Regions from separate parts of the Anas platyrhynchos genome. Here region 1 is linked to region 2. Evidence: chromatin contacts called from public Hi-C data. All regions are on one chromosome and are shown on one strand. Each heading gives the region's core, a stretch centred on a gene start, on an enhancer-like site or on the middle of the called end of the contact. The rest is flanking DNA. Distances are from core to core; before and after follow the strand shown.

Evidence for each region. A called contact is a pair of places that touch in the nucleus more often than the background predicts.
Region 1: a contact with region 2 is called in a Hi-C map of liver, with 2.5 times the contacts expected there. The contact joins two enhancer-like sites. A contact is called at or near these places in 3 of 8 Hi-C or Micro-C datasets (liver, skeletal muscle and subcutaneous adipose tissue).

Annotation. Positions count from the first base shown.
Region 1 is chr4:56,480,308-56,484,226 of IASCAAS_PekinDuck_T2T, forward strand. No RefSeq gene overlaps it. Among named protein-coding and RNA genes, the nearest start is that of TBC1D1, 130 kb to the right of the region's middle. Within about 2 kb of position 1,699, at least 1 of the 8 cell types and tissues checked has an H3K27ac peak or open chromatin away from gene starts, as enhancers often do.
Region 2 is chr4:56,424,820-56,429,077 of IASCAAS_PekinDuck_T2T, forward strand. No RefSeq gene overlaps it. Among named protein-coding and RNA genes, the nearest start is that of KLF3, 83 kb to the left of the region's middle. Within about 2 kb of position 2,557, at least 7 of the 8 cell types and tissues checked have an H3K27ac peak or open chromatin away from gene starts, as enhancers often do.

The DNA.
Region 1 (3,919 bases), core at 449-2,948, 55 kb after region 2:
GCAATAAAAAGCCATTCCATGACAGGTCAGAAAGTATGAATGATGAAATGTGATTAACTTAACCTAAAAAGAAACATATCACTTTTACATACAAAGCAAGTATCAGACAATCTTGCCATTGTTGTCAGCCTGTCACTGGGCGGCTTGAGTGCTGTTTATACAGTGTCTAACACAAAGAGAGGCTCGTCTCTAAAAATGTAGGCACTCTGATAATAGTCACACAGTCTCAATAAAGGAAAACATGCCCCTCGGGATCACTGCTGAAGTACAGCAATGGAGAAGGTTTCTGAGGCCTTCAGTCTTTGGGGTCAGCACAAAAGGGCAGGCTGAACCGAGTTTCTCAAAACTCAGGGGAAAGTTCACAAGATTGCTGACTAACTACTGTCTTTTAACATCCAACTCTATATATTTTAGTTTGTTTTCACTCTTTGTCATTCTGGAGACCATGGGGAAGATTAGCCCCTGGTTTCTGAGGAAATTGGATTTAACTCTTTAAATATAGATATAGAAACCTGTGCTTGATCATCAGTTTTCTTTTCCAGTCATTTAACAGCAAGATGTTGACTTTAAATTCAGCAAAGTGGTTTTCTGAAAAAAAAAAAAAAAAAAAAAAAGAAAGAAAAAAAAAAAGTAAGAATCTGGTCCCATGCTTGAAGTTCAATTTTGAAATAATAACAGGCTGTTTTGTAATGGCAACAAAGCTGCACCAGGGGAGGTTCAGATTGGATATTAGGAAAAATTTCTTACTGTGAGGGTGGTTGGTGCTTTATGTCTCTTGGTGTTCAAGAGGCATTTGGATAATATCCTAAATAATATGCTTTGACTTTTGGTTAGCCCTGAGGTGGTCTGGCAGTTGGACTAAATCTTACTAGGCCCCTTCTAACTGAACTATTCTCTTCTGCTCTGTTCTATTCTATAAAAGTTGTACCATTTTGGGGGAGATGGATTAAGAAAATAATCCCCTGCCCCCAAATAAAAAATGTAATTAAAATGGCAGAAAAAGTAATTTGAATAAAGAAAATGGGATCCGACAAGTGAAAAGGCAATGACGCTGTAATATCTCTTTCCTTCACCAAGCTCACCCAGTCCGATGTTCAAACAAATCACGCAGGGGTGTGTTTGAAAGGGATTAGCACACTGAAGGTGTCTGACCCCAGGTCAGAAAACGAATGGCATGGCTTCAGGCACTCACCTTGGGATTAAGCAGCAACCTGCATGGATATGCCCTGCTGAAATGCTTCCAGATGATCTGGTTCACCAGGTCAAGGCGATGCCAGCTCCACACCCCACCCCGTGTCCCACCTGGCTCACCTGCCAGCAGCGTGCCTGTCCCCATGCTGCTGGCAGCGGACGCCTCAGACCAAGCCCGCTGACAGGCCCGAGCGTCATTCCATGCGAAGAAGCAAAGTAAACACCAACGTGGCGTGTTGAGAAAATCTGCTCTCCCTCGTGTCAGCACAAAAATCCCCACTGACGTCAGCACACACAGGATTAGGCCAGGGCTCAGTGCTTTCGACACCCGTCCTTGCAGATAAGGGACCAGGACACCCCTGTAGGCCTGGATCCGTTGTGTATGGATGCCAGCATGGAGACAGCAATGTAGCGATTGGTGTTGGCTGCAAAACACATCCGAGTACTTATCTGCCCCTCACCCCAGACATGCTTGGCAGCCTGTACTGAGTTAGAGACTGCCCTGGCCACACTTCCAGACCAGCCTGTTTGAAGCCAGCTTGGGTAAACCCACGCAGACAGCGGTAGCATGGGCATGCCCTTACTGTGGTAGAAGAGATACAGAAACCTGAGGGGAAGGACTGGGGCAGAGCAAGAGATGCTCTGATAACATGCAGAGTTTCAGCATCAATGCGTGATCCTGTCCTGGCTGATCTGTTTATTGCAGCATCCTTTATTTTTTTTTAAATGTTAACTCAGTTAATCCCCCTCCCAGCCGTCCCTTGCTGCCTCTGCTTCTACAGCTGTCTCACTGCAGCTGTCGCCCGCTGGGTTCAGCAGATCTTCATTTGCCTCCAAGCCAAACATGAAGCTGAGGAACAAACACAAACAGGGAGCTGCTGAGCTCGGTACTGTGGAAGGTGACATCCTAAAAGGTCCTAAAGGCCCTGCCATGCTTTCTTTGGTGGGAGAGCCTCTTCCTGGGAGATTCTTGAAGAAGAATCTCCCTTCTCCCTTCAGGAGAAGTTCAGGCCCTAAGCATTAAACAATATACCATGAATACTCATCTCACTTCATATCAGGGAAGTCCATTTTATCCAATAATTGCAATCCATTTTGATAGACATCCTACCTAAACATAAACAGTGAGCAAAGCTTTATTTCTGCAGCTTCCCACATAGCATGTCCTTACATTTTCTCCACAGTGGGCCAAACCACAGCTCCTTCAAGGGAAAAGACTTAAGAGGTTAGCTGGATCTGGTAGTGAGTTTCCACGTGTTTTCTTACAGTACACAGACAAAAGGCAGGTGTTATCTCTTCACTAGAGCTACCACAGGCTGTTCAGGATGGAAATAGTTGTTGGGGTAATGATATATGCCCGCTCCACCCTGCATTTGTCTCAGGGCAGGCCAGGATCTCCTGTCCCTCCTCCTCTCATCTTTCTCATGCCCTGAAGAGCACTCTCTAGCTGCCTTCTCTGCTCCCACATCTGACCTGAATCCTCGCCCTCCTTCCTTGATGTTTCTCCAGATCCCACACCCAGCACAAATGTCCTCTCGTCTCTTACACAACGTGTGGGAGGAGCTGTGGTCTGGCTGCAGACATCCCAGTCTTTCTCAGGCTGGAAGCGTCTCCACAAAGCATGCTTAGCTTTAGCTGAACCCTGTAGCGATATCTCATGAGAAATCTGATCATCACATGCGATGCTCTGGTGCAGTCACCCCTACAGAGGTAGTCCAGTGTTTCTGAGAAATGTCTGCCCAGGTGTTTGTCCAGAGAAGACTTGACCGCTCTCACCCACAAAATACACATAAGCTTTTCAGGCTTCACACAAGTAAGAAAAGCGGCATAAGTTACTGGTATAGCTTAACTGTACCGACAGTCCATGGAAATGACTACATGTGCAGTTTGTCAGCAGGAAGTAGTAAAAGCATTTTTGGATGAAATTGTCCCAAGAGCAAAAATAAGGACGCTGAGAAGGTGTGTAAGGGAATAGATGGGATGTAAGAAAGTTTATATAATTGTATGACACTGGAACATGAGAAGGCATCCTTTTACACAATATCACAAAGAAATTTCAACAAGGTACATACACAGTCCACACCAACCAGCTTCGGCCCAGAAGCTGTCATTACAACAGCTGGTACTGCCTGTCTGGCAAGGAGCTCTGTGAGACATAAAGTTTCTCTAATAATTAAGAACTCGCTCCTGCCAGCTGCTGAGCGTTCCCATCTTCTGTCCCCTTCAGCTGAAGACAAGGCAAGCCACATACACATGACAAGAAGCTTTGGGAGAATGACAGTCTTTGAGGGCCAAAATGTTCATCATAGATCAGGTTAAACATTTACATCTTAAAAAAAAAAAAAAAAAAAAAAGTGAGAAAACTACAAGACATTGAAAAATCTATAGCTCTGTGCACCAATATGTAAATCTTCTTGCCTCTCTCCTGATGCGGGTTTTAAAAATGTGCTGGATTGTGGAAAGCCATTCCAGGCTTGCAAAATGAAATTGTAATCTGTGGAATGGATCAATCCTGGTTGAATTGTTAAATACAAGAAGTCCAACCTCTACTGCTGCCTTAAATGAACCTTTGGGCATAAATCAGATAAGAAAAAAAAAGTCCACTGTTAGTGGAAGAAGGTATCTTGATTAAATACACGAAGGAAAAAGCTTATTTCTGCTTATTATAAGAGCATTATAAATGTTCTTCTCAAGAGTATTCCTGGGGAATCTGAGACAATCAATGGAT
Region 2 (4,258 bases), core at 1,307-3,806:
TAGGATTTCAGCCAAATCAGTCCTCCTCCTGTGAAATGAAGGTAGGAGCTTTTCTCACTTTTCTGCTCAGAGGAGGTCATGAAGAGGCATGCCTTACAGATAGCAAAGCGCTCACATACCTGAGCGACGACGGCAGCTATACCTGTATCAAAGGCAGAAGGAATTTGCATGCTTAGTGAAACAGGGTTCAGCTATAGTTGGGGGGTGGAGGTGGGGTGGGGGCAAAGTCTTTCTTTCTTTCCATTCTTAAAACACTTCCACAGATTACATGGCCAAAAATATGAAACTTCCTTCTTCCTTCTCAGGGTATAAGCCAATCTCCAGGCACTGCCTTTCCCTGATGTCCTGCTTCTTCTGTAACGGTCTGCAGATGGGACAAATGTGAGTTCCTGAACATTTTTCACATTTTATGAGGCCAGGTGGGAGTATGGTGCACCAAATGTACCCAATTGGGCCTGAACAGTTCAACACTTAGAATTAATACTGTTTTCTTTATGTTTATGCACAGTGAGTGGTTGGGTGAGGATGATTTTGACTGTTCAAAAGTCTGTGTTGACTAGCCTGTAAAACACAAAATATAACTGGATAAATGGAATGATAGACTCACATATGCATGTTTTTTTTTGCTACAGGAAGTGCCTATTACAATGCAAAGAGAGACAGCTTAAGTAAGACACCATGTAGAGCAAGGCTATTGCACTTTCCCTGGAGCTCACAAGTTTTTAGTGAGAAGAGGAAGAAAAAAAAGTTAGTTCTACAGTGTTTTGTCTCAAGTTTGCACAATGCTAATGCAAATTCCGACCTACGCTAAGGCAAGGAAGTACATGACCTTGCCCAAGCAGGGAAGAGAGCATAGGATCACATCTCAAACCCTTGCTGGCCAAACACAAGGTGAGTCCTGTGGCTGATGGAGCGCAAAGACTACAGATACTTGGGGGAGCATAAAGCAGCTGGTTGAAAAGGGGATGGATGGATCATTATGCCTCCAAAGACAATCCAGTTTTGGTACCCTCTCTGAATTTATCACACCTTCCTGTGCCTGTGCCAGGTCTATACACAGCTGCACAACCCCAAGAAAGAGTCTGTGTGTCACCCCCAGAGGTCCCTTTTGGCCTTAACCATTCTGTGATACTGTGATACACCTTCCTTTTGCAGAGCTCGGCAGTTTGTGTAGGAAAGCTCTTGCATGCTTTCCAGTCCTTCCTGCTTGCTGTTGGTTTTCCATTACTCTGCTTCTGGATGGCCCTGAAAAACCACAAGAACTTCCTTTCTTGTAGCGTTTCATCACTTTGGCCTCAAAATGAAACTAACCAAAATGAAAAACAGCCAGATCAAAAACAAATCTAATAAACAAATAAACAAACAAAACCAAATCTTCAGAAATCCAGTTGATTTTAATTTTGTATCTGTTTTTAGCTAAACTGTGTGTTCATTTTTAGGTCCTTTCTTCCTTGTTGGTTTGTATATTCTTAGCAAGAAGAGTCACACTTGCTTTCAGCCCCCTACCAGTCTCTGATCTTTACTTCTGTTGTGCTGCCATTCAGCAATTACTTTGCTGCTATACTACTGCTTATGGTGGGAGGCCACAGGTCTGGTGATTTATGACTGAAACTCCAGGGTTTTTTGGTCAGCACCTAGTAAAAAAAATATTATTTGTTTCTTTTCATTTAGGCTCTGAAATATTTTTGTCACTTAGGCTGATTTTAACATGAAGAGTTTTTCTAAAATCACTGAAAGGCTTTGCGGAACCACTGCCCCACTAATCACAGTTTATATTTTAAGGCCAAGTAAAAGATCAGTCCTAAAAACTTCACTTGAAGGGAAGTGAATACGATCAATCAATAATTAACACTGCTTGCTTCTACTGAGTCCAAATTCCTGCATGTAGACTAGCTCTGCTTCTCTTAGTGCGACAGGTTTGTCAGCTTCATTTTCAGTTTAACCTGCCCAGGAAGTGGTAGCAGCACACTTACAGGTGAGGCTTTGCAGTTTTCGTGTCATGGGTACCCTTTGCTTGTGGTGCTAATTTATACACCAAGCACACAGCTGGAAGTTACTCACAGAAAGCAGGAGTTTCAGAGCAGGACTGTTAGGATGAGCCTCTGGATAATTTATTTTAATATAGATTATTGAAGAGTAAACTGTTCTGTGCAAAGGAAATGTGTCTGGGGGCATGAAGGAGGAGGTAAATGACCGTGTGCAAGTAAAGGACAAGTGACTGGAGGCTGGGGAATCAAAGTGGATTTATCCAAAGGAAAAAAACCTGACAGGTTTCACTACAAATTCTTCCCACACTGCTCCCCGCCATGAACTCCAGCCTCACATGAATGAACCACCAAACCTAGGGCTGGGAGGCAGCCAGATCTCCTCGGAGCTGGGCCTCCCCTGGCAGGACGAGCGAGACCCACAGGAGCTGGGCCCTGTGCAGTGGACGGCTGCCAGCAGAGGTCCGAGCTGGGCCTTCCAAACCCAGCTCAGGCAGGCCCTCCAGAGGGACTCCAATCCCAGCCCCACCGTGAAAGGAGAGCACTCTGGGCCGCACAGCTCCTAATCTCTCTCTGTTTTATGTTTTTAGCCTCTTTGTTTTTCTTGTCCTGCTGCCAGCGGGTCAGACAGTGTGCACAGTCAAGAAGCAGCTGCCTGCTGAAGCTCTGAAGTTCACGTCATGCAGGCAGGGCTGCTGGGGGAGAGCAAGCGAGGGGGTGAGATTAGGTGAAACATTAGCCACGTCCTCTTGGCTTCCCTCCAGAGCCTTTCAATTATTTCTTTATGTGCTTTTGGTGCTGTGCTTGTTTGGCATTTAAAAGGTATGCTCAGAGAGGATTTCACAACGAGCTGCCATTTTACAGTTCAAAACAGATGCAAGCTTATCACCCCCTGGAAATTATGTCTCCACAAACCCCTTCCTTTCCCGTTCCTCAGGGCTTACAGCAAAGCCACCTCCAGCAGATCAGTCATGAGGACTGTGTAACAGGCTAAAAATAATGCTAGTTATAAAAGTCTGGAAGCTGTTGTTCATTTTGGGATTTGAAGATCCAAATGTCCATCAATACCAAGGACTCTAGTAGGTGGACAGTAGTAGATAGTCTTCTAAGATGGTTAATGTGACTTGCTATCCACCTACCTCAATGCCAGTTGCCAAACTGAGCCTTCTTAACTTCCCAGGATGCAGGGAAGAGGCAAATCATCATAACAGTTCTTCAGAAGCACAGTTTCATCCTAGATCTAGAAAAATAGGGTTGGAAGGCAAAATGAACTGCACCTATATTGCTCCTGACAGATGCTTGTCTAACCAGTTCTTAAGGACTTGATATAGACTCCACCAGTGCCCGAGGCAGCCTGTTCCAGTGCTTCATTTTCCTTCCTATCAGGGAGCTTTTCTTTATTCAGATGGGAGCATGGGCGAGATTCCTTATCTACCTGTCCAGCCACAGGTAGGTGGAGCTGCGTGTTGCACCACTATCCGTGACTTGTGCAGTGTCCTAAAGACAGTATTCCCTTCAGGCCAGGGTGGGGATGATGAGAGGAATACTGTGATACAGCCTGGAGTGCAAATTCAGATGGCTGAAATACATCTTCTCCCCAGGATAAACAACAGAGAAGTCAGAGAAGTAAATACTGGCCTGAGCTTTCACAGTTTGTGTAAGCATCATAGGATTGTATCTTAATTTTGTGATGGGATTTACAAAATCATTGTCAAGGGAGGCTAGTGCACTTAATATGACTCTTACTGAGTGCTGTTCTTTAAAGGAGCATGAGATTTGAGTATTCAGGGATCAAATATTTTATGTTGAATCTGGTCTGGCTCTGTGACAAATTTTGTTGGCTGAACTGTTATGCTCATAATATGTTAACACTATAAAAGTGGGTAGACAATTTTTTATTTTATTTTATTTTTATGATAGGTAACATTCTGCCTTTAACTTTCAGGAAATTAGCACTGTGCTTTTTGTTTTTATTTCTGTTTTGGGCTGATTTCTCTTTTGGTCTCCTAGCAGACATCATGCAAAGAGTAGCTCGAGAAGAAAGACATACCTGCAATTTGACACAAGCATAGCTTGCCAAGAGAGGTCACTGCGGCATCCTCAGTGAATATGTTCACAAAGGGATGAGATAACATGCTCAGGAAAGTAGTCTGAGGGAGCATTGCCTGCCTCGTGGGTTTGGATCTTGCTCAGGACTCATAACCGCAGAAAAGAAGAAAACTCAGAGCTCATCTAACTATGGGAATAACCTTAATATCATGAGGTGTTTCAAA